Linked DNA regions of Mus musculus: regions 1, 2, 3, 4, 5 and 6 are each linked to region 7. The links are chromatin contacts, called in public Hi-C and promoter capture Hi-C maps. All regions are on one chromosome and are shown on one strand. Each heading gives the region's core, a stretch centred on a gene start, on an enhancer-like site or on the middle of the called end of the contact. The rest is flanking DNA. Distances are from core to core; before and after follow the strand shown. Region 1 holds the start of Agfg2 (ArfGAP with FG repeats 2). Region 2 holds the start of Lrch4 (leucine-rich repeats and calponin homology (CH) domain containing 4). Region 3 holds the start of Pcolce (procollagen C-endopeptidase enhancer protein). Region 4 holds the start of 4933404O12Rik (RIKEN cDNA 4933404O12 gene). Region 5 holds the start of Vgf (VGF nerve growth factor inducible). Region 6 holds the start of Znhit1 (zinc finger, HIT domain containing 1). Region 7 holds the start of Styxl1 (serine/threonine/tyrosine interacting-like 1).

What was found. Promoter capture Hi-C pulls out the DNA fragments that hold promoters and counts their contacts. A called contact is a pair of places that touch in the nucleus more often than the background predicts.
Region 1: a contact with region 7 is called in a promoter capture Hi-C map of liver, with 3 times the contacts expected there. The contact joins the promoter of Agfg2 here to the promoter of Styxl1 in region 7.
Region 2: a Hi-C map of B cells shows a contact between it and region 7, with 7 read pairs. The contact joins the promoter of Lrch4 here to the promoter of Styxl1 in region 7.
Region 3: a promoter capture Hi-C map of pre-B cells shows a contact between it and region 7. The contact joins the promoter of Pcolce here to the promoter of Styxl1 in region 7. A contact is called at or near these places in 3 of 39 promoter capture datasets (cranial neural crest, liver and pre-B cells) and 1 of 9 other capture datasets (liver).
Region 4: a contact with region 7 is called in a promoter capture Hi-C map of liver, with 3 times the contacts expected there. The contact joins the promoter of 4933404O12Rik here to the promoter of Styxl1 in region 7. A contact is called at or near these places in 3 of 39 promoter capture datasets (liver and pre-B cells), 1 of 115 datasets of contacts at active chromatin or transcription factors (large pre-B cells) and 1 of 9 other capture datasets (liver).
Region 5: a contact with region 7 is called in a promoter capture Hi-C map of pre-B cells, with 3 times the contacts expected there. The contact joins the promoter of Vgf here to the promoter of Styxl1 in region 7. A contact is called at or near these places in 2 of 39 promoter capture datasets (liver and pre-B cells), 1 of 484 Hi-C or Micro-C datasets (B cells) and 2 of 9 other capture datasets (liver and pancreatic islet).
Region 6: a contact with region 7 is called in a promoter capture Hi-C map of pre-B cells, with 4 times the contacts expected there. The contact joins the promoter of Znhit1 here to the promoter of Styxl1 in region 7. A contact is called at or near these places in 3 of 39 promoter capture datasets (the C10 cell line, liver and pre-B cells), 2 of 484 Hi-C or Micro-C datasets (CD4 T cells and CD8 T cells), 1 of 115 datasets of contacts at active chromatin or transcription factors (large pre-B cells) and 1 of 9 other capture datasets (liver).

Annotation. Positions count from the first base shown.
Region 1 is chr5:137,683,455-137,686,623 of GRCm38.p6, reverse strand. Agfg2 (ArfGAP with FG repeats 2) reads left to right here and starts at 1,871. Exons shown (of 12, transcript NM_178162.3): 1 at 1,871-2,265. The coding sequence starts at 2,045. Gm15498 (a long non-coding RNA gene) reads left to right here. Exons shown (of 2, transcript XR_003956003.1): 2 at 983-1,239.
Region 2 is chr5:137,626,871-137,630,380 of GRCm38.p6, reverse strand. Lrch4 (leucine-rich repeats and calponin homology (CH) domain containing 4) reads right to left here and starts at 1,258. Exons shown (of 18, transcript NM_146164.2): 1 at 955-1,258. The coding sequence starts at 1,174. Gm20605 (predicted gene 20605) reads right to left here and starts at 1,258. Exons shown (of 22, transcript NR_033148.1): 1 at 955-1,258.
Region 3 is chr5:137,609,899-137,613,230 of GRCm38.p6, reverse strand. It overlaps Pcolce (procollagen C-endopeptidase enhancer protein), which reads left to right and starts at 1,827. Exons shown (of 9, transcript NM_008788.2): 1 at 1,827-1,994; 2 at 2,726-2,834. The coding sequence starts at 1,903. Fbxo24 (F-box protein 24) reads left to right here. Exons shown (of 10, transcript NM_027708.1): 10 at 112-726. The coding sequence ends at 474. It overlaps Gm36266 (predicted gene, 36266), which reads right to left and starts at 525. Exons shown (of 2, transcript NR_165817.1): 1 at 301-525.
Region 4 is chr5:136,917,785-136,921,179 of GRCm38.p6, reverse strand. It overlaps 4933404O12Rik (RIKEN cDNA 4933404O12 gene), which reads right to left and starts at 2,034. Exons shown (of 4, transcript NR_015555.1): 1 at 1,749-2,034.
Region 5 is chr5:137,028,779-137,031,987 of GRCm38.p6, reverse strand. It overlaps Vgf (VGF nerve growth factor inducible), which reads right to left and starts at 1,693. Exons shown (of 2, transcript NM_001039385.1): 1 at 1,527-1,693; 2 at 1-1,022. The coding sequence starts at 1,002.
Region 6 is chr5:136,985,082-136,988,622 of GRCm38.p6, reverse strand. Znhit1 (zinc finger, HIT domain containing 1) reads left to right here and starts at 1,719. Exons shown (of 5, transcript NM_001310747.1): 1 at 1,719-1,812. The coding sequence starts at 1,791. Plod3 (procollagen-lysine, 2-oxoglutarate 5-dioxygenase 3) reads right to left here and starts at 1,604. Exons shown (of 19, transcript NM_011962.3): 1 at 820-1,604; 2 at 415-506; 3 at 152-288; 4 at 1-51. The coding sequence starts at 937.
Region 7 is chr5:135,776,589-135,780,009 of GRCm38.p6, reverse strand. Styxl1 (serine/threonine/tyrosine interacting-like 1) reads left to right here and starts at 1,625. Exons shown (of 9, transcript NM_029659.4): 1 at 1,625-1,759. It overlaps Mdh2 (malate dehydrogenase 2, NAD (mitochondrial)), which reads right to left and starts at 1,361. Exons shown (of 9, transcript NM_008617.2): 1 at 1,209-1,361. The coding sequence starts at 1,274. Gm30205 (a long non-coding RNA gene) reads right to left here. Exons shown (of 5, transcript XR_003955810.1): 5 at 2,026-2,088.

The DNA of each region.
Region 1 (3,169 bases), core at 622-3,121, 1.9 Mb before region 7:
TTGATCCCTTAGAGCTGGAGTAATAATGATTGTGAGTCATCCAGCGTGGGAACTGGGAACTAAGCTTGGATCCTTTGGAAGAGCAGCAAATGCTCCTAATTGCTGAGACATCTCTTCAGCTCCCACTGCAACATGCTGAAAAAAAAAAAAGTTTGCTTTCTACCTCCCACCCCCTATTGCTTGGGTTCTGTAGACTTAACTCCCCAAGGGCGAAGGGCCTTTTTCTTACCAGGAAAGCCACCAAGCCCTCCCCACCAGGCCACAGGAGCAATAGCAGAAGAGGGAGTCCCCGGGCTGCCTGTGCTCTTGCTGATTATGAGGGGAAATAGGGTTGTCACTCTCTGATATGGCCTGGGTGGAGTAGAGACAGGAGGAGGAAGCGCACCCTCTGGTTGCTCTTGCAGACCACACCCTGTAGCAAAAGACAGACTGGAAGCTATCAGAGTCTAGTGGTCACCCCAATTCCTGCCCATTTATTCACTTGTGGTGGGTAACATTTTAAGGGGTGAAGAAATAACCACTGGCTAAAGAGAAGCTGTGCAAGAAATGGCCAGCACAGGGAAATGCTGAACGCTGAACTCTGAAAATGTACAAGAGGCTTTTTTTTTGGTGGGGGTGGGGTGGGGGACAGGATTTCACTGTGTAATCCCCTGGAACTCACTACATAGACCAGGCTGGCCTAAAACTCACAGCGATCCACCTGCTTGGAATCCAAGGCATGCAGCCATGGTTTACATGAAGCAAAATGGTTCCTTTGCATGTGTACATGGGGACTTGGCATCACCACAGCTCAGGGGGAAGTACACTTGCAGCTATGACAACAATTAAGCAACCTCATCTAGCCCATGGGCTCCTGGGTACCAATAACTCAGAAACCTATCTCTCATCTGCCCGCATCCCATTGGCATGTCTGAAACCAAAGTCCTGACTTATGGTTGCCAGCATCCCTAAACCTGCTTATTCTCAGCCTTTCCTTTTCCAGGCAGTGACCGAGGATGACTCTGAAGTACCGCTACTGCTACCCCCACTTCCCAAATGCTGGAATTACTGGCCTGTGCCACCGCGCTGAGTTGTATGCAGTGCTGGGGGCTTGAACCTCGCGCTTAGTGCACTCTACCAGCTGAGATACATCCCTGGCCACGGAGCAGAGCTTTTAAAATCAAAAGACTCAGATTCAAATTCTGACTGAGCCACAAACCAGTTCTGTGATCCACTTCAACATGTTTTCTTGAATATTTTTTACATGCATTTATTTATTTGTGTGTGTGTGTGTGTGTGTGTGTGTGTGTGTACTCATGGAAATCAGAAGGCAGCTAGCTTATAGGAGTCGGTTTTCTTACAGGAGTGGGAATGAAGGTTAGTGGCAAACGCCGTTCATCCCTTCTGCATCCTACCTCAGGTTTTTAACTTGACTCTAAAGTGGGGGCTCTTTCTATGACTTGGATAAATAAAGTATCTTTTACAAAGCACTCCCCTTCTCTGTCTTTCCCTTTCTCCTCCAGCTCATCCTAGGGCAATTTCTTTCCGATTTTCTTGTCTCCTGGCTCAGCCTGGAACGAGCCTTTGAAATTTGGCGGGAATTAGTATCAATCCGGAGGATGAGCACTACGCACGCGCCGAACACCTCCTTTCTCTCGCACGCTAATTTTGCAACCTTAACAACCAATCAGAGTCAGCATAGGAGTCCGTGGCGAGAGGGGGCGGGGACAAGGAGGAGGGCACGCATTGTACTTGCAAGGTGGGGGTCTTTGTGAACCAATGGAAAAGACAGAAGGCCGGGTGGCAGTGGGGCGTGGTTCTGAAGGCTCCAGCAACCGGAGGCCGTCTCGAATCGAACCAATTAAAGCAAGGAGGTGGGGGGAGACTAGCCAATCAGCGTGCCGAACAGGACGAGGAAGGGGGCGGCAGAGTCTCTCGCGGTCGTGGTCGGGGCTGCAGGAGCTGGTGTCAGGGTTGCCGGGCGTGCGAAGGCGGCGGAGGCGGGAAAGGCAGCGAGCGGTTAAAGGGGAGCGACCGCTGACTTGCAGAGGAACCTGGAGGAGAGATGGTGATGGCGGCTAAGAAGGGCCCGGGCCCGGGTGGCGGGGTCGGAGGGAGCAAAGCGGAGGCTGAAGCCGCTTCGGAGGTGTGGTGCCGCCGAGTGCGGGAGCTGGGCGGCTGCAGCCAGGCCGGGAACCGCCACTGTTTCGAGTGCGCCCAGCGCGGGGTCACGTATGTGGACATCACCGTGGGCAGCTTCGTCTGCACCACCTGCTCCGGCCTCCTGTGAGTGGATCCGGGGGGGGGGGGGGGAACTGGGTTTGGTTCGGGTGAAGTGAGTCTGCAGGAGCTCGGGGCGATCCAGGAGGTCAGAGGGGTAGCCCCGGCATTGGATGTGGCGGTGGAAGGTCGCCTGCTGCAGAGGTGTGTCGTGGGGGAAAGGGAAAAAGCGCAGGGGGACAGAAGACGGGAGTGGAGTCGCGCTGCAGAGGGAGGGTGGGGGCTGTAGAAGGACACGAGGAGAGGATTGGAGAAACTCCCTGGGGGAGGCGAAGGCGAATTGCAGGTGGGGAGAGAGAAAGTGTGGAGGGACTGGGGTGGGGTGGGGGAGGGACTTAAAGGGCCAGAAATTGACATAGACCTTTAAAGGGAACTTTAGCTGGGGTTGCATTGTATCTCAGTTGGTAGAGTGCTTGCCTAGCACGCTCGGCGCCCTGAGTTTCCATCCACAGCACTGCATAAAACCCGAGTAGTGTGGTACACGCCTGTAATCCCAACACTGAGGGGGAGGTGATCAGGAGTTCAAGGCCAACCATGAGACCCTTGCCGCTCCACCAGGAGGGGAGCGGAGGGGAACGGGGTGGAAGGAGAAGGGAAAGAAATAGGGAAGTCGAGCCTAAGACAAAAGTACCCTAGAAGGGAATGGAAAATGCTCCACGCATTAGCCCAGGCTGACAGCCTAGAGTGGCAGGTATGAAGCCAGGGATCAGGTGCAGATCCTAATCTTTCAGGCTCTGGAATGCTAGCTAGAGGGTAGATGACTTACGAAATATACTAAGGGCAGAGAGCCAAAGGGTTATCCTGGCGGACAGCTTAGCTTTCCCGAAGAGATGAGGATCAGAATGGCATATTCTTTTCTTTTCCCCATTTCGTCCTCTGCCCCCGTTAAAGTTGCATTTGATTTCTTTAC
Region 2 (3,510 bases), core at 9-2,508, 1.9 Mb before region 7:
CCCTCTGTTGTGATTCCCCGCCCTCAGCTGCCAGCCCAAGTTCATAGGCTGCCTCCTAAGCAGCCTGACTCACCTGTCATAGTACAGTCCCCAGTGCCTGGCCATAGCAGACCCAAGGGTAGAGTGTCCATGATTAGTGGGATCCCAAACACACACACACCAGGGTGGGGTGGACATGATTAGAGGGGTCCTGAGGGCAGGGACTGGAGAGTCTCCAGGAGGTCAGCACTCCTAGCTAAGAGATACAATGTCCTTCCTTTCAGCAAGCTGCCTCAAGTTTCTCCCCTAAGGGGAAAGCAGAATTGTAGGGTTCCTATGAGATCACAAACTCCACAGTGACCTCATAAAACCAGGAAGAAGAGAAAGGGGATAGGGGGATAATGGGTGGAAAGTTAAGGGCGAGAGATTCACTTCTTTCACATAGATAGGCTGGGGTGGACGGCGGAGAGGGGCTGGGACTTGGGGAGACTACGGAAAAGCAAGCAGAAACGTCGGGTTGTTAGGAGCGACCCTTTAGGAAAGAGATAACGGGGCTTGTTGGGATTGTGGTGGACGGGTGAGAAAGACGTTGGAAACGACTAAAAGGGTGAAAATGTAGCGATTAATGATAGATTCTACATGGAAGTTTGCTTTAAGGGTTGATCAGATCTAGGGTTGAAGAAGCCAACCAGGTGAGGGGCGGGACCATGCTACAGGTGCGCAATATGCAAATAAAGGGGAAGAGTCTCCTAGAGCTCGGCCAAAAGTGTTCTGTGCACTCTTGAAGCGAACTCATTGTCCAGTGGTTCTTACACAGGGGAGGGGAGGTCGCGGGCTCAATGCCAATCCCAAGGGGCGAGCGTTCAAGACTGCCAGGTGAAGGGGTGGGCCCAATCGAACGCGAGGCGGGGCTATGCAAATGAGGGTCGCAGTCCAGTATGGGTCCCCTGCTCTCTGGGCACCAGCGCAACTCACCAGCCTGGGTGATGTCTGACAAGTCGTAACTGCGGGCCGCGCCCCGGGGGAAGTGCTTCAAACGCCGGTTGGACAAGTTCAGGGTCCCGGTGGCCACAGCCTCCTCTAGGGCTCGTTCTGCGCTACGGCTCCCAGGTAGACCAGGAGACCCTGGCAAGGACACTGAAGCTGCAGCTTCCTCACCCCCGGCGGCGAGTGGGCCCGCTACTGCTGCCGCCATCCGCTCTCGGCGGCTCCCCCTGCCTGACTGACGGCACCGGCCGGCCCTTCTCGCCCTTCCCCCTCCTCGGAGCCGCCGTAGTCCCCACTGAAGGGAGGAAGCGAGGGTCAGGAACTCCGCGGACCAATCATGAACCAGAGACGCGTTAGAAGTGCCCAATCAGAAAACGGCAGGGGGTGGAGCCTCTCAATTCTAGATTACACTGAGGGAAGGGAGGGGTGAAGAGGAGCACCCCGCCAACGGCCGCGGTTCCTGGTCGGCCCGCCCCGCGCAGCGACATCCAATCACAACTCTCGAGGCTGGAGATGGAGCCAATGAGACCCGCCCAGGAGGCGGGGACTACAGGTCTCAACTTTAGGGTATTAGAGACCCAGAGACCACAAACCTGCTTTTTCAACCAAGACCAATTGCAATCTAGATTCAGGCGAGTGACTGTGAAGAAGACCAATTAGAACCTACAAAAGGAACCTGTCCCGGCCTCTTCTCTGAGGGACGGTTCTGCCTACCAATAGCATGGGCTAGGAGGTGCTCCATTCGCTAGACAGAAGGAGGTGGGTGAGCTAGAATTTTTGAGACGCAGGTAAAGATCGTAAAAGGCGCGCGCTGGGCGGCCTGACAGTGCAGGGTTAGGGTTGGGTACTAGCTGTGCTTACTGGGGAGCAAACCAGCATCCGAGAAGTGAGGAAGGGCGAGGGATGCCCCACTCAGCACTCAGGCTGTTGTCTCAACAGAAGGGACCATTTCCTCCTGCGCAGTCTTGAGTCCCTAATGGGAATGCTGGGGATGACCGGTGAGGGGGTTTCCAGTTCAGAGAGGGAAAGTCGTCAGACCTGCCAAAGTCCCCCTGGAGAAGACTTGTGATGGCCAGACCAAACTTTAGAGACTACGAAGGATCTCATGGCCTCTAGAACAAGATCTTTGGGGGTTTTTTGTTTGTTGCTTTTCCGAGACAGGATTTATTTCTCCGTGTAGCCCTGGCTGTTCTGAAACTTGCTCTGTAGACCAGGCTGGCCTTGAACTCAAGAGCTCCTCCTGCCTGTGTCTCCCGAATGCTGGGACTAAAGGCGTGCATCATCACCGCCCGGCTAAGACCTCGGGTTTTTTATAAATGAGGAAAGGGAAGCTGGACAAATCTCAGACCTCCAGTAGAACTCCCCCACACATACTTTCATAACAGACTTTGTCTATTGGAAACCTCTTATTTGAAGCTGGGTGTGGTGGCATGAGCCTGTCGTGACAGTTCTTAAAAAGAGGAGGCAGAAGGATCGGGACTTCGAGGTCAATTCCAGGCAAGCCTGGACTACATAACTCCAAACTAACCTTTTTTAAAAACAAAAACAAACAAACAAACAAACAAACAAACAAAAAAACCCCAGAAAACTTCTTGAGATACAGGAAGGAGTCCCAGATGTGAGAGATAATAGTAAAAGAATATTTTTTTTTCCTTTGAGATTTGCTTTTAGAAGAATGTTAGCGTTTAATGAACCTCCCTGTGTGGCTTCTAGTCATTAGAAAACAGGCATCCCAACACCCTTAATCGCCTCGGCTCTTCCAAGGTTAATCCTGTGGTGAGGCATGCCACTAAGCATCCCCCTTCCCTCTTGGGTGCCTCCACAGCTTACCAATGTGGCTGTAGCTGTGGCTAACATGGCCCCATAATTTCAGTCTTTTTTTCTCAATGTGGGTGGCATGGTGACCTAAAGGAAAAGAGGGAGACTGGCTTTCAGAGACAAGGTCTCCTATAGTTCTAGCTGGCCTCTAACTGGTGATGTAGCTAGGAGTGACCATGAACAACTCCTGACTGTTACCACCTCTCAAGTGCTGGGATTATAGGTGTGCACCCTCATGCAGGGCTCGATTAGAGAGCTTAAAATCTTGTGTAGTGACAGAAGACCACGTCTGCTTTCCGTGTTGCCTGACCACCAGTAACTGAAGTTGCTCTCTCATCTCTGGTCATTCCTGCTATACTGATATGCCTAGACACTAAAGTATTAGAGACTGGGGGCTGGAGAGTGAGTTTAGCTGGCCAATAATGTATATTGGTCTACTTCTGTTCTAAGCACCCAAGAGAGTGGCTCACAACAGCTTGGATCTCCTGCTCCTGGCCTCCCAGGGTTCTCTTCTAGCCACCACAGGCATTGGTCTCACAGGCACGTCCCTCCACCCGTACACACAGGCATACACAATTAAAAAGGAGTCTGGGGAGAGAGATCTGAGAAGCTGTGAGCACTTGCTGCTCTTGCAGAGGACCCAGATGGTATTCACAGCAGCCACATGGCAGTTCACAGCCGTCTGAAACTCCCAGTTCCATGGCATCCAGGCATTTATATGGTACT
Region 3 (3,332 bases), core at 578-3,077, 1.8 Mb before region 7:
CACTTGCTGGCCAGGGCCTGTCTGAGAGGGGTCAGCACAGCATCAGGGTTAAGTCGGCTTCCTGGAAGCAGTGTTAAGCCTCCCTCAGCTCCACCCGTTCTCTCCTCTAAGGTCCCTTTGTGTGCCTGCTCCCTCTGCTCCACCAGAGAGTGTCTCTATATGCTGTCCAGCCACGACATCGAACAGTGCCCTGTCTATCGAGACCTGCCAGCCAGCAGGGTGGGGGGGAGCCCTGAACCTAGCCAGGGGGCTGGAGCCCCCCAAGACCCTGGGGGAACAGCCCAGGCCTGTGAGGAGTACCTCAGCCAGATCCACAGTTGCCCCACGTTGCAGGACCGAATGGAGAAGATGAAGGAGATTGTGGGCTGGATGCCCTTGATGGCTGCCCAGAAAGATTTCTTCTGGGAGGCACTGGACATGTTGCAGAGGGCTGCTGGAGGGGCTGGCCCAGACACCTCGACTCCCGAGAGCTGAACCCCTCTTCTTAGCCTTTCCTCCTGAAGGAAGTCGAGCCGTGGGCTAGAGCTGAGAAGAGATGGAGTGTCAGAGAACACTGTGTGTACATGGGTGGGGGGTGGGGGTGGGGCTGTGGGGAGCAGTGCTGCGTATTCGAGGGGAGAGGAGGGACCTCTTTTATAAATGTGCAGGGGCCTGCCCTGGAGGAGCCCCTAACCTGACTATCATGAGCGAGAAATTTGATGGACAGTAGAATAAAAGGCTAAAGCCAAGCCTGTTTTGAAACCCTGGGGCCTCATGGAGGGGTGGCCTGGGATGGAGGGAGGCCTGGCTGGTGAGGGGGTGGGGGGAGACAGAAAGAGCCCAAGCTGTTGTCTTACTGAGGAAGTGCCAGCACCCCCAGCTAACCTTCCCCTTCTCACTCCAGAAGCCCCACTTTGTGATGTGGAGGTCAGGCCTGGGCTTGTGAAGTAACTCGGACGACAGACACACCTTACTTCCCACTTTGAAACCTCTGTTGGGTCTGTTGGTTTTGTTTGTGACAGAGCCTCACTGTGTGGCCCAGGCTGACCTCTTTAATCATGCTCACGCTGACTCCATTTCCAGAGAGCTAGGATTTCAGGTGTGCCTCCATCATACCTGCACCAAACCTGCAATCTGATCGTCACTTCTAGGGTACCTCACCCCTAGCCCACAGTCCCGTGGAATCAGCATCCCGTCCTCTTCTGTCTCCCATCTTTTCCCTTACTTTTTGCTCCGTCCCCTCTTTGCCCAGGGACAGGGACACTCCACACCCCCCCCCCCCTTAACCCTTCTGTACCTTAAAATAGTTGGAAGAGAAAATAAGGAGTCAGAAAGCCACTTTGCTTGGCCTGATCTGGTCCAGTGTTAAGGGGAGGTCCTAAGTATGTGCAGAAGCTCCTGGGGAAGGGGGTGCAGGCCTGTAATCCCAGCACGTGGGAAGCTGAGGCAGAAAGATCGAAAGCTCCGACTAGCCAGTGCGTCATGGCAAGCCTGTCTTAAGCAACAAGAACTATCTGGAAGTGTGCAGTGGGACAGTGGGTAGCCAAGAGACTTGGGGACATCCCCTCTAGATGCCGAGAAAGCAACAGGTGAAGAAGGGTCCAGCCTGCACCTGAAAGTCTCCAGCAAATGCCAGGTCCCCAGGCAAAGGACAGAGGGCAGTGGCATATGACTAGATGTGTTCCCAGCATTCTCTGGTCAATTAATATATGTCCAAGACCTAGAGAGGCCTCTGAAGGGACTCAAGCACTGTCCCAGCTGTCTCCCCGTCCCGCCTCCCCTGCTGCCCGCCCAGTTGGCCAGTCCCCACGCCCACACACCCGGGGCTGCTTCATCTGGTCCTGATTATCCTGCTGCTGCTGCTGCTGCTGCTGCTGCTGCTGCTGAACTCAGCTGCTGCTTCCAGCACTTCCCCCCTACACAATGCTGCCTGCTGCCCTAACCTCCTTTCTGGGGCCATTCCTTTTGGCCTGGGTGCTGCCTCTTGCCCGAGGCCAGACCCCCAACTACACGAGGTAGGTCTCATATCTTTCAGATGGCTTCCACAGGAAGCTTCAGAATGCTTGTGAGTCCTGGGAGGGCTGTGCCTGTGGGTCTTGCAAGCTCTTCTGCTAGCAAATCCCTTTTCCTCTTCAGATTCATATCCTCCCTGTCTGCTGCAAGGCCACACTGGTCTGTAACTTCCACTGTTCCCACTCCTTCACTACTGTTCTTCTGCCCTCTGCCCCTCCATGGAGCTTGAACCCAGAAAGCCAAGACCTTGACCTTGTCTGTTAGCTGACATTCAGGAACTGAGATTGGGGGAAGGGTAGCAAGCAGAAAGTCAGGTACTGGTCCTTAGCCAGGAGCATGGCAGCAGGGCGAAGGTGGGAGCCCCTAGCTGTGTGTCCACTGTTGCTCTCCTCAATTCTCTTGCCCCCTCCCCCTCGTGGCCTCGTGGCTTGTCACATCTGGAAGTAGTTAGGCGGCTCCTGTCCTTGACTGCCAGGCAGGACAGGGAGGGGGGGTAGAGGAGGTTAGGGGGACTGAGAAGGATTCCCGGAATTCCTGGCAGCGTGGGGGTGGAGCCTCTAGGGGATGGAGAGACGGGGCGGTTGCCTAGCCCCACTTTCCGTGGTCCTTGGACTGGAGTCTCCAGTCCACAGGCTGGGGCTTCTCCAACACCATCTTCCCATATTGCCGTGGCTTGCCCTTCTCACGAACCATCAATGCAGGGGTTCTGCCTGACACCTCCTCTGTCCTCCAGACCTGTGTTCCTGTGCGGAGGGGACGTGACCGGGGAGTCAGGTTACGTGGCAAGTGAGGGTTTCCCCAACCTCTACCCCCCAAACAAGAAGTGCATCTGGACAATTACGGTGAGAAGGCCCCTCTGGTCCCCATTGCTCTTCATCAGTCTCCCAAGCCAAACCTTGACAGCCCAGGGACACCGTCCCCACCACCAGGCATCACCTCTGGGAAACCCTCTTTTCCTCTTTGGTCCAAGGGCGTCAGGCCCCATGGTAACATGCTCTGAAGTACCTCCAACCTTCCTCCTCTTGGTCCAATCCCACTACTGGGAACTGAGCCCTGGGACTTTGGCATACTAGGCCAGAACTCTACCACTGAGGTCCATCTCTTTTATTCATTTAGGTTTGTTTTTGTGGTTTGTTTGTTTGTTTGCTTGGTTTTGGTTTTTCGAGACAGGGTTTCTCTGTGTAGCCCTGGCTGTCCTGGAACTCACTCTGTAGACCAGGCTGGCCTCGAACTCAGAAATTCAACTGCCTCTGCCTCCCAAGTGCTGGGATTAAAGGCGTGCGCCACCACGCCCGGCCCTGGTGGTTGTTTTTAATGTGTTTGTCGGGCATGAGTTTGCA
Region 4 (3,395 bases), core at 785-3,284, 1.1 Mb before region 7:
CTGAAAGGGGAGGGGAGGATATAAAGGAAAAATCCTTCCAAATTTTATCTCCCAGACGTAATCTAAATTAAAATTATTCAAAATTTAATATTATAGCTTGAAAAACCAGAGCGCTTTAAAGGAAATGCCATCTGCATACATGTAAAGGAAGCGCATTTGGTTTGGGTGTGGGCTGAGTTGGGAGACTCAGGACCCATGTACAAACGAAGGCTGGTGTTTATATTTGCGCAGGTGCATGTGGTGGCCAGAGGTCAACCAACCTTAGGTGACCTTCCAAAGTCACTGTCCACTTTGTTTTGTGAGACCTGGTCTCTTGATATCCTAATTCATGATCCCTCATTTGACTGGGGCGGTTGGCCAGCCAACTTCCCCAGCAGGACGTGGGGGTGACAAGTGTGGCCCACTGTACCTTGCTTTGTTCCGTGTGTGGGTGCTGGGGATTGACTCTGACGTCAGGCTGTCCGGCTCGGTGGTAAGCACCTTTACATGGCTGGTCCTTTCACTCTCCCACTCTTCTTTTTTTTTTTAGTGATGGAAGGGGACAAGGTTTCACTATGTAGCCCTGCCTGGTCTGCATCTTGTTATGTAGATCAGGCTAGCCTCAAATTAGTCTTGACTTCCCCGTCTCTACCTTGTGAGCACTGGAATCGCACGCATGTGCAACCAGCCTGGCTATTTATTTATTTTTAATCATGATTTCCCTAAAGTCTGTAATCCCAGGACTGGGGGAAGCTGAGGCAGGAGGATGACTATAAGTTCCAAGCCAGCCTAGGGTTACATATACAGACCTTATTTCAAACAAAACCAAGATAGGTGGTGAGATAGCTCAGCAGGTAAATGTGATCACTCACTGCATCACATGAGTGCAATCCCCCAGACCCACGTGGCAAAAGGAAAGGATCAATTTCTGAACCCAGAAAGTTTTCTGACCACTACATGCCCTCCCCCTAAATACATACGGCAACAACCAAAACAAACATCAGACTAAAAACAAACAAAACAGAAAACAACAAAATCCCCCCAAAACAAAACAAAAACCAACCAATCAAACAAAAGCACCCGCCAGCCTTGTCATTTACTGGAGTATCAACGCGTTTGCTCTTAGGAAGCAGTGAAGCTTCCGAGGGCAAACACTGCTAGGTACTGCAGATCTGTGTCTGTCGGCCCCAGCTAGACCATGGATGAGGGGTACCTTATCGACTCTAACCCCAGCTCCCTCTTCTTTAATAGTGGAGGGCTGTGGCTGTGGCAGCACCCATCACTACTTATTGTGTGTGGTGTATGCATGCTGACATATGCTTGAGAGCTCGTGTGCAACTGCAGGGGCCACAGGAAGTTATTACTCCCAGCTTCATTCCCCAGAGCCAGGGTCCGTCTCTGAACTTGAAGGTAGACTAGGCTGGCGGCTAGGGTCTCTGATCCCACATGTTGGTTGTGTCCCTGTCTCCCTGCTGGGGATTCGAGCGGTTTCTCAAGGTTGCAAAAGCTCTCTTACCCCTGTGTCATCTCCCCAGCCCATGGACAGCACCTAATTGCTCCGATCACCAGGATCCATTCTGCTATTCCGGACAACGTGAAGGAACTAGACGGTTAACCCAGAGTCACATCACCGGGGGGGGGGGGGGGGGGGTTTCAGGACTGGAGAGGTGGCCTGCGCCCCCACCCACCCCCACCCCCCGGCTCAGGGCTGGGCTTCCCGCGCATCCAGTCCCAGGTCTTGTCCTGATTTCCCGGCTGAAAATCCTCACCGTGGAAGGCTGAACCGAGCCGCGAACACATGAGGAGCCCCGGTTCCCGCCTCAGACCTGCAACTAACGACAGCTTGCTCGCGCCTAACTACATTTCCCAGAGTTTTCAGCGGCAAGCCGTTAGCGGGGCTCGCGACAGAAAATTCATTGGCGCCGAGGTGGTGGTGGCCGGTGACCAGCAAGGTGAATACGCAGATCTGTCGCTAACCCTCACACCTTTCACCCTGTCTACGCGCTCGCCACCACCTGATGCTCACTTCTGGTGTGGGAGGAGGCAGAGCAAGACAAGCCGTTGCCTGGAAAGGAACCAGAACTACAACTCCCAGAATGCTTCGGCATGGACAGCCTCCTGCTTCTCCGAGTAGCCCTAGAAACCGTTGTAGTTGCCACAGAGACTATTCTCAGATTATTTGGGCTCTGCAAGCCAGCGAGCGAAGGAGCAGAAGCCAGATTAGGGGAACGATAAAGGACAAAAGACGATATTTGACTTAAACAATGCTGACGAATACATTGCCATTTTTTCTTCCCACGGATGATCAGGGCCAGAGCAAAGGGCGAACAGCCTTCTAGGAAATGCAGAGAAGCTGCCACAGGAGCTATGGGAAACGTAGTCCATTGATTACTAGCCACGCCTTTAAGGAGAATTCAAACACAGTATTTGCCTTATAAGTACTTAAATAGTATTTAGAAAGTCCCTTTTTTATATTTACCCTCGGAGCCGTTTCAGACACTGCATATCCTAAGTGGAGCTTGTACCTGGCTAGCCTGTCTTCAGCCATCTTCCTTTAAGGTTTGTTGTACACAAAAGTAGACCAAAGGAACCTGTGGCTATTACGATTAATACATACTTCATAAATGTGATGGTTTGTATATTCTTGGGCCAGGGAGTGGCACCATTTGGAGGTGTGACCTGGTTGGAGTAGGTGTGCCTCTGTGGGTGTGAGTTTAAGATTCTCACCCTAGTTGCCTAGGAGTCAGTCTTCCACTAGCCGCCTTTGGATGAAGACATAGAACTCTCAGCTCCTCCTGCACCATGCCTGCCTGGATACTGCCATGCTCCCACCTTGATAATGGACTGAACCTCTGAACCTGTAAGCCAGCCCCAATTAAATGTTTTTATAAGACTTGCCTTGGTCATGGTGTCTGTTCACAGCAGTAAAACCATAACTAAGACAATAACCTATACGGTAGGAAGAAATCTTGAAAACTACTAACGGCTTGTTCTGAGTTAACCTTCAAACTAAATGTTCACTCCAGGACACAATAGGAATGAAAGGCCTGGGTATGAATCTTTCTCTTGCTACACACTGAGAGACGGTAACTAAGGAGACTGGGATCCCAAGAGACAGTGCCAACCACCTGACCAGAGGGTTTGGATAACGATGGCCTTTGTTCTATAATCTGACCAAAACTCTGATAAGACTATAGATGTAGAAGACGGAGCTCATTTTGATTTTCACAGGCTGAGTATCTGGAATCCTGAAGTGGACCTGGGCCACACTGAGGCTTTGGAAACAAGAGGCATGCTTTCAAAGGCTGTATAAAGAGCAACAGAGAGGCCTGCAGCTCTGTGGGTAGACACCTGGCTAACAGGAAGCCCATCTGGCTCCCATCTGTAGCATCACATAAACTGGGCATGGGTAATGG
Region 5 (3,209 bases), core at 444-2,943, 1.3 Mb before region 7:
CAGGTCGGAGGCGAGATCGGCCAGCCGCTCTTCTTGCGCCGCGGCCTGCCGGGTGGCCTCCGCCTGTCTCCTCCCTGCCTCTACCTGAGCTAATCCTTGCTGAAGCAGGCGCTCTCCTGCCTCGGAGCCGCCCAGGAATGAGCCCTCGAGCCGGCGCACCTTAGGGAAGGGGCCACCTAGACTTTGATACGCCTTGGATAAGGGTGTCAAAGTCTCACCTAAATGTGTTTTAGGGGAGGACACTCCTTCCCCGAACTGATGAGTTTCGGGAAGGGGAGCGCTTTCGGACATTCGAGCCTGGAATTGGGAAGGGACCGGGGGCGGAAGAGGAGCGCGCTCCGGAACGCGCGCCTGGAACTCTCCCCAGGAAGCGCGCCACACGCGCTCTGGCCCGGGGCTCTCCAGATTGACTCGGGTCAGCGTGTGCGTGCGGGTTTCAGTCTCTGCTGCCGCCGTCTCTTGTTGGCGCTTAGCATTGCTCGGACTGAAATCTCGAAGTTCTTGGAGCAAGGATGCTAGCGCCTCCAGCTCTTCTGAGCGGTCGTCCTCCTCGGGATCGCGGTCCTGAGTCTGAGGGCGAGGGGGGGCCACAGCGGGCGCTTGGATTTCTGGTGCCGGGAGGCTATGGGTCTGACTGCGCACGGACTCGGTCAGCAGAGCTTCTGCTGCTTCTTCGGGTGTTCCCTGCTGGGAACCTCCCGGGACCGACGGGGGCGAGGCCGGACGGTCCAGTGCCTGCAACAGTACCGAGGCCAGCGCCCGGGGATCCACGCCCTGGAAGAGCTCTCCCTGGTCCTGAGGCTCGGGATTCCGAGCAGCTCGGACCTCTGGTACGCCGTCATCCTTTGGCCGGGACACTGCGTCCTCAGCTACCTGCCCATTATGCTCAGAGCTGAGGGGAGGAGGAAAAACATCGGGGCGCCCGGGGGGCGCTGCTCCCAACCCCTGGATCAGTAGAAGGAAGCAGAAGAGGACGGATGCCGGCAACGTGAAGGTTTTCATGACCAACGGGCTGCCAGAGACTGAAAAATAGAAGAAATCAAAGAAATAGAGGATTTCTATAAGAACTCCCCGCTTTCTATTTCTGCTTTCCCTCCCCCCACCTTTAAGCAGGAAATCCGGGGTTTCCCTCATTTCTCTAACCTTACCCGAAAAGAAACGTTTAGCAGAGAACAAGAAAGATGTGGCGATCTCTGGGGTCGTGCAAATGGGCAGAGAACGCCCGCAATCCTCCTTCTGGGTACCCAGTACCTCCTGTCGCCCCCTTCCCTAAGTCATCTCTCAGCCAGCGCCCGCGTACTAAGCAGCAATGATAAGCGGGAGGGGGGATCTGTTCCCTCCCCACAGGACTCCCCGGATGGTGCGTGGGTGACTTCATCAGCGACAAAAAAGCAGAGACTCCCCTTTTACCAAAGACCCTTCCCGGGGGCACACCGCTATGCTCTCAATACCCCATATGGAAAGAAAATCCTCCCTTCACGCCCACGAGTGAAGAGGGTTGGAGGGATGGACAGCGGAGTATTTACCAGCCGGTGTCACGACGGCGGGAGGTGGAGAGGAGGGTCGGGGCAGGGGGAAAGTCGGGACCGGTCCGCCTTGGCTCTGTTCCGTGGCTGGAGTATGAGCGATGGTCGAGGGCTGGCGTCCTAGAAGCTGGGCTCAGCTGGGTCAGCAACAGCGCTCTCGCTCCGGCTTCAGCACGCTGGACAGCGCCCGCGCCGCCTCTGCCTTATAAAGGGGAGCGCGCGGGGTCACGTGGGATAGCCCCGCCCCATTGACGTCAATGTTCATTCATGGGGAAGCGGGCGGGTGTCTGGTGGACGGTGAAAGTCCAATGATTGGAGGATAAGCGTCGCTCCCGGCCTGCACCTGCGCAGTAGGGCCCTCGGCTAGAGGGGCGTGCGCTAGCCGAGCTCCGGGAAATGAATGAATGAATGAATGAATGAAATGTCGAGGCGGGCGGGGCAGGGGGCTATGAATGAATGAAGGAGGGACGAGGAGAAAAGGATGAATGAATGAATGTAAAAATGAATGGAAGGGTGGGTACAGAGGAACCAGAAGGCGGGAGGGTGGGTTACAAAGCACTTGCGGCGCGGAGCCTGCGTTGCTGAGCAGAATAGGAAGAGGGCACCGCCAGCATCTAATTGGGCGCCAGTAAAAGATCAGTACTGGATGGGGGGACGGTAAGGGTTTGAAAGGGGAAGGGGCCTGGCTCCCTACTCCGCCACAGTATGGTCTATAGGGAGCACGCCCAAGGACAACTTGAACCTGAGAGGAGGGGGTGGATTTGCGGTGCGGGATGCCCGCCCAGGGTCAGCGCAGATGGGTGGATCTTGCGGTTTGGGTAATCACCTTGGAAAGGGTCCTAGTCGAGAGAGAAAAGGGAAAGATTGACGATGTGTGTGCCTTTGGGTCGTGTCTGTTCAAACCAGTTCGTGTCTGAAGGGGTTGGGGAAAAAAAGGTGTGTCTGTCCTTCTGGCCAGCGGGCTCTGCTGTGGCTGTTAGGGGGTTCCTGTTGTGCCCCCTTTTAATCCAACTCTCCCACACCCTTCAGCCTGTCTCCCTCTCCCCCACAGCCCCCACCCAAGGACATTTGGAGGGCGAGAGCAGACCAGGTGGGGAGGGGGTTGAGCAGGTGGAGAGGGTGACTCAACTCCATTTCTCTCTACCGCTTAAAGGGGAGGTCTGAACGCGACCGGGGGGGGGGGGTGAATTGCAACGTCAGAGATGGACCCTCTCAGCCATCAGACCCTTCGACCGTATCTCCTGCCCAGAGGGGTTGGGGCTGGGGGCTTGGACAGTTAGAGGTTCCGGGAGTGGGGGGCGATGACGCAGAGATTGCGCAGAAAATCTATCAGCCAGCCGGGTCCAGTGAAGGGAGACCAGACGTGGGCGGGGGTGGGATGGGAGGACGGAAATGGGGAGGGGGTAGAGGAGAGGGAAAGGTGGCCCCGGGAGCTGCTACTGCAGGAATGAAGGGGAGGGAGGAAGGCTGGAGGGGGCTGCGGTGCAGGCGGAGAGCAGTGCGGGGGCGTGGGCAGGGAAAGGGGGGGGACAATGACACACACCAGACACACAAGGACTGCGGACACAGGGGTGCTTATAGGCACACGCAAAGCCCCCCCGCACCCTGACACTTTGGAAACCAGAATGGGGAGGGCATCTGGAGGGTCTCAGAACCTCTTTCAGAGTCAGCCCCCTCATACCA
Region 6 (3,541 bases), core at 470-2,969, 1.2 Mb before region 7:
ACAAACTTCTTCAGCAGCTCTGTCGGGCTGCTTGCCAGAATCACGTCGTAGCTGGGCAAGAAAAGGGGAAGACGAGAGCCAGGAGGAACCTCAGTCTCTTTTTCTCTCTCCATAACCAGTTTCCCACTCTTTCCACCCCAGCCCTCCTTACCTGTCCACAAACATGATGATCATGTCTTTCTGATCTGCATATTTCTCCATTTCCTTCTTGAGCCACCTGACCTTCTGGCCTCCACCAACTGTTCGAGCCACATCACCCCCTCGCCACTCCTGTCCCAGGCCCAGGGTCTGCAGGAAAGATCCCACCCCCACGCAGCGGAAGAGGTTCAGCTGGCCAAGATGAGGAAACAGGACCAACCCCCACGACCCCTGCCCTCTCCCGCTGGAATTTCTCCCATGGGTCCCCCCACTCACCCGTACAGTGTAGTTAAAGAACTCCGCAGACTGCAGAAAACGCCGGTACCCCTCTGTCTCTGCCGTAGCCACAGTGATCACCAGCAATTTGTCTGTCATAGCCAGAGAACTGGCACTTAAGACACGGCTTAGTGTCCCACGTGTTTATCCCTCTGTATCACCCCCGACACACACACACACACACACACCTCCATATTACTTCACTAAAGTTCTTTCAGCACATTTGATCTCCAGAAGAGTCGGGTGAGAGTAACATACACGAATGGGGGCTGGGGTGTTCCTGTCTGTCTGGGGAGCCTGGAACCCCAAGTTCTGCATGAGAGGCTAATGCACTGGGAAGGCTGGACACTCCCTTCCAGGCTGGCGGACGTGTCGACCCTGCCCACTGGCCGCCCGGGTTCTCACCTGGGTTGACAGCATTGGCGCCCCGGGGTCGATCGGAGGCAGAAGTTACGGGGGGCAGCGGCGGCAGCAGCAGCAGGAGCAGGAGCAAAAGCCGGGGTTCCGGGCCTGCCGCAGCCATGGCTAGCAGCACGCTTAGGCTACACCCAGGCCCGCACCGGCGCTGAGCTGAGCGCCTGGATTCCGACGCCCCGGGAAGATTCTGGGAAAAGGGGAAACCGAGCCCGCTGAGAGGAGGAGCTGTGCTCGGGACTCCGCCCTGGAAAAAAGGCGTAACCCGAGGCCACCGAAAACCCGAGATGCAGACGGCGAGACAAGGCAAGGATTGTCCCGCGGGCGCGGGCTGGAGGGTGGGGAGGAGCCGAGGGTCCGGTCCTGGGCACTGCCTGACTCACACCGGAGCAACCGAATCCCCCCGGGAGGGGAAGTGACCTTTTGAGGAGGGTCCAGGCGACGCGGGGGCGGGTCTTGACCACAAGTCTGACCCGGAGGAACACAGGACAGCAAGGCCTGGGGTGGCGCGCGGCGGGGGCGACGGGCCCGGAGGGGCCGGGAAGCCGGAGGCGGGATCGCGCGGACATCCTCGTGGGTCTGGGTTCAACAAAGCCACCGAACCTGCCTATCCTGTCCCGCAGCGCGGGGACACGCACCGGGGATGCAAAGGGCACAGGGACAAGAGCGCTCCCCTAAAGACCACCCACGCCAGTTTTTAAAAAGTGACCATTTGCAGGCGGCTCTCAGATTTTTTTTTTTGGGTAACCACAATGCGACCGGAATTAGGTTTGCCCCTATCAAAGATGGCGGAAAGCGAAAGCTTGCTGATCTCCAAGGGAACATCACGTAATGACTTCAAGCGGGAGGGGAAAGACTGCGCACGCGTATGTGTGCACGCCACCGGAAGGGGTGTGCTCAGAGCAAGGGTCGGTGGTTAGTACGCGTGCGCAGTAGGCTCTTCTGTCAACTGTGTTGCGCCAATGGTGGAGAAGAAACCCGCCGGTATGTGAGCCTTGAGTGGTTCGCCCTTTTGTGCTTCCCAAGTTCAAATTCAGCCTAACATCTCCCCGCCTAGCTTTTCACGTCAATTACCTTCGCTCAGTGTTGGGGCAGTCTCGGAACCATTAATTCGTGTTTTGTGACTGCTTGCTTCAGCAGACGTTGGGGATGGAGAGGATGTGTTGTCTCTCCAAAGCCCGGGTGCTATGAGCAGTGGTACTCACCTCGGCTTCTGGATTGTTTTGCTTTTGTTTTTTTTTTGTTTTTTGTTTTTTTCTTCGAGACAGGGTGCGTACCCTTGGCTGTCCTGGAACTAGCTCTGTAGATTAGGCTGGCTTGGAACTCACAGAGATCTGCCTGCCTCTGCCTCTACACTGCTGGGATTAAAGGCGTGCGCCACCATCGCCCCACTTTCCTCCAGCTTCTGGATGTTGGATGGAGGGAACAGAGAAACTTAGGAAATCAAAGGGCTTGGCTTTGGGTACTACACAAACACGTGCACACACACACACGAACATACACACTTCATTCCTTCCTTTCTCTCTTTTTTTAATGTAGCCTAGGCTGCCTATGTAAATTAGGCTGGACCTCAGCCTCTTGGTGTCCTGTAGTCCTGAAGTCTGTGGTTTGGGGGAGTTCTGGTTTGAGACTGGCATGTTATGGGAAACCCAGCACCAGGAATGGGCAGGTGAGATGGTGCATGCAGTAGGTAAAGTTGCTTGCTGCCAAGCCTGACTACTTGAGTTCAGTCCCCAGGATCCACATGATAGGAGAAAAGGCTTCCATACAGTGTCCTCTGATCTCTGCACGTGTACTGCAACACCTACATGTGCACAGAAACACTCAGAATAAATGCACTTTTTGAAGAAAGATAGAAATACAAGAAAAAGAGGTCAGAGATGAGCCCCTGCTGATAGGGTGTTGTCCAGCATGCCCAAAACTCTTGCTCCATCCCCAGCATCACATAAGCCTGGTGTGGCTGTGCACAGGAGGTCATCCCAGGCCAGCCTGGGCTTCCTGAGATCCTATTGAAGGTTGTGGGGGTGAGAAAGGGACAGGCCAAAGAGCGCTATCAATTAAAGAAAAAGGACAGGCAGAAGCAGCCTCGAGAGCAAGAGAGGAGACAAAATGTCGGGATAGGAAATATATCCAACAAGATAGGGGGACATCTGGGAGCCACACTGGGGAGACTTTTAGTCCAAGGAAGGTAGTCGGTGCAGTCACAGGGCACAGGCATGCGTCTCAGGCTGAAGGAACATTCTAGAAATGTACACTGGATTTTGCCCTACTGAATCACAGGTCTTGAGAATATGGAGGCCAGAAGTCAATACTGTGTCAATTCTCAAAGGCGCTCTTTATTTTAATTTGTGTATGTGTGCTGCTCTGTGCAGGTGAGTGTAGGTATCCATGAAGGACAAAAGAGGCAGTTGGAATTACAGAAAGTTGTGAGCCACCCTCATGGCTGCTGGTCCTGGGTCCTGGAAACAGCTGTAGCACTCTGCAAGAGCAGGGAGCGCTGTTAACCACTGAGCCCTCTCTCCAGCTGCAATTTATTGTGTCTCCAGTTATTGCTGGGACTGGGAGGACTTAGAGGCAGCATAAAGGGCCGAAACAAGCTTGCCAAGCTGGAAGAAAGCAGGGTGAAGATCTGGGAATTCCTCACAGCATAATGAAGGGGCCGAGGCGAGGAGACTGGGGCTCTAGGCAACGGCAGTGCAACTTTCCTCCTGTC
Region 7 (3,421 bases), core at 376-2,875:
CTGGAATGATCAGTTCTCCTCCGGAGCATGGTAATTGTTTCTCAAGCCTTGGTTGTATCAATTTTGCTAGAGATTTGTAAAAAATACTGACCCTGCCCTCTTGACACGATCCTGGGTCTCCTTTACTGATTCCGACATGCACTAGTTAAAGAGGCCCTGGCCCAGGAGAAGATTGACTATAAATAGCTTAGCTGTAACTGTCCTAGGCCAAGTCTACCCAAAGCAAGGATGATCCTCCAAGAATAATTCAAAAGAGATCCAGTGGAGGAGATGGTTCAGTGGGTAAGTGCATAAGGACCTGAGTTCAAAGCCCGGTTCCCCTGCCTGGCAGGTTCATCAAAGGCCTTCTCACTCTCATAAATAAATAAATAAATAAATAAATAAAGTCTACAACAGGGGTTCTTAAGCTTCCTAATGCTGCAACCCTTTAATACAGTTCCTCATGTTGAGGTGAACCCTTCAACCATAAAATTACTTTTAAAAATAAAATTGCTACTTCGTAACTGAAATTCTGTTACGGTTATGAGTCGTAATGTAAACATTTGCTACGGGACCCCTGTGAAAGGGTCATTCGATCCCAAGGTTGAGAACCGCTCGCTGGTCTAGTGTGTGATGGCCAAGACACCGATGTCCTTCTCTGGCCTCTGTACAATCATGTGCACATGACACCACACACACTCTGAAAAACGATGCTTGATGCACATCTTTAATGCCGGTACTGAGGCAGAGACTGGACTCCGTGAGTTCGAGGCCAGCCTGGTCCACATAAACGGACATAAAGCAAGCAATCCCTGGGCGGGAAGGCCACTGACTGTGCTAATTTCAATCGAATCTCCCAAACTACTGTGACCCTGATCCGTTCTCCACCCTCGGAGCCCCCGGCACTACGAAGTTAACGTCCGCGTTATTTCTCTCCTGGTGCCTCACATCCATGGAGGCTTCAAGGAGAAAATCAGTTAAGTCGAAGCAATGCAAAGTTGCATATAATGCAACTCGCATCCGGACCGCGAGCCTCGGCTTCTGCACCTACGTGGAGCGCAGACTATGGAGGAAACCTGGACTGACTCTGTCCCCCTTCCATGTTGGTCGGGATGTGAGCCGGGCGGCCCAGACGTCCAGAGTGAGCCTTGGATGGTTAAGAAACGCCGAGCTCCGGGGACGCGTGTGCCGCCCCCGGAGTTCCTTCCTAGGCAGGCAGCCCCTTGTACCTGGGCCGAAGTGCTGAAGCTGCGGCGGAGAGCGGCGCCGGCAGGACGGGCGAGAGCGGACAGCATGGCTAGGGCGGGCGGGACACGGAGCTACTGGCAGGAGCTACAAGAAGACGAGTGACTCCAACGACCTCCACTCTGCGCAGTGGCCGCCCGGTCCAGAGCCACCTGATCTCGCGAGAGAAGCGCAAGAAGCTTGAGCCAAATCTCGCGAGACAGGCTCGGCCGTGTGGTTCCTTGTCTAGCACGCCCTAGACCCGGCGAGCGAGGCCTGACGTCACGATTCTCTCCGGCTCCAAAGAAGTCATCTCTGGGCTCCGGCCACTTCCGAGATCTCGCGAGAGAGGCCCGGCTTCACTTTATCAGGCCGTTCCTTCCCCCGCCTCCTACCCCGCCCCTTGCCCCGCCCCTCCCCACCGTTAGCTTTGCCCACTTCCGGGACCTAGCGCTAGGACAGACGGTCACCAGGATTAGGCGGAATCTTGGGACCGCCCCTAGCAACCCGGTACTAGAAGGACTCTTGGAGCGCTCGCCCGGAGGACAGGCTCTAGGTTAGAAGTACCCGTTATCCCAGGTGGGGCTCCGGTCGGACGTCCTGCCGGGGAGCCTGACAGAAGTCGCGCAGCAGGTCAGGCGGCCCCGGAGCTCCTGACCTCAGCCAGGCCCAACTTTCCTGCCCCCTGGAAGAGGCCGGCTGGGGTCCCGGGGCGTCCCGGGGCGGGGTGGGCAGCATCTCCCCACCTGTTTCCTCCAGAGCCGCCCTTCCGACAAGTTACACAGAGCCTTGTTGAGGTTCCAGGCTTCTCACACAACCCGCTCGGAGGAGCGAGTACTCGCGTTGTCATGGCACCAGGCGATGTGCAGGACCGCGATCCTAGGTCTGGGACGGAGGAAGAAACGTTTGGTGACCGTGCCTCAGGCTTTGGGCTTGTCTCTACCCCTCAAACTCTCCAGCAGTGCAGGGAGCACGGTTCTGCAACTCTTCTTCTTGCTTTTCCTGCTCCCCCCTTCTTTTCCTTCCTTTCTTACTAAAATCCGCACAACACACGATTAAAAAAATAATAACTATTCTAAAGTTCAGGATCAGAGCTGGAGGGATGACTCTGGTTAAGAGCACTTGCTGCTCTTGCAGAGCTTCGATCCTGAGACGCTAGCAGGTGGCCCACAACCCCCTGAAACTCTAGCTTCAGGCATAGCCATTGCCGCAGGCATTCGTGTGCAGGTACCCACGGAGACACAGAAATAAACATTTAAAATGATAAAAATGTAAAAGTAAGGACCCATACACATACAGACGTGCACATATATGCACCTACATACATTCGAACGCATGCTACACACATAAAAAATATTCCGGAGGCTGCAGCAGAAGGATTGATGTGAGTTTGAGGCCAACATGAAACTCTGTTAAAAAAAAAACCAAAAAACAAAATAACAACCATGCAAACAAAAAGTTGGGGAGGGGGTTAGAGAAGGAACTGGAAGGGAGGGAACTGGTTGGATTTGTTCAAAAACACTTGGCATGAATGTGAAGTTCTCCAGCAATAAAGTATAAGTTCAGTGTCCTAGCTGTCCTTGAGCAGGCCTGTATTCCCAGGGACCTGGAGGCTGAAGCAGGATGGTAGCAAGTTCAGTGACTCAGTCTGGTTGGGGACAGTGACAGAGAAAGCAAGGCTGCTGGTGGTAACAAACGAGAACCAAAGAGCATAGCCACACACGAGAGCTGGCGATGGCTGGCCGACTCTCTTCCCTGGCCTCTACCTCTTTGCTGGATGGATAAAGTGTACTACCAGCCCCGTCTGGAATCGGATATGCCTCCCCCGGTTCTTGCCTGGCCTTTGGGGAGCAGAATCTAGTGGGCATCTGAGCAACATTTGGAGAAGTGATATGCGAACCTGGGGAAATGGGCTTGGAACGGAGGTCATGTTAAAAGAACCTTCCAGAGGATGAGCCACTTAAACAGACCTGCCAGAAGACTGGGTGGGTCTTAGTGGGAGCCCTGGAGGAGGGAAGTGCCTCTTGTCTGAGCTGGTAATGGTTCAGTGGGCAGAGAAGCGGGCTGCCAAGCCTGAGTGCAATCTCCAGGGCCCATGCTGCTGATTCTTCAATAGTGCCAAGTATGGAGAGGCAAGGGAAAGGAGGAGACAGGAAGACGTAGCCTTGTGTTCCAGGAGATGCTTTCTATTGGGGTGGGGATATATGGATAAGCACTG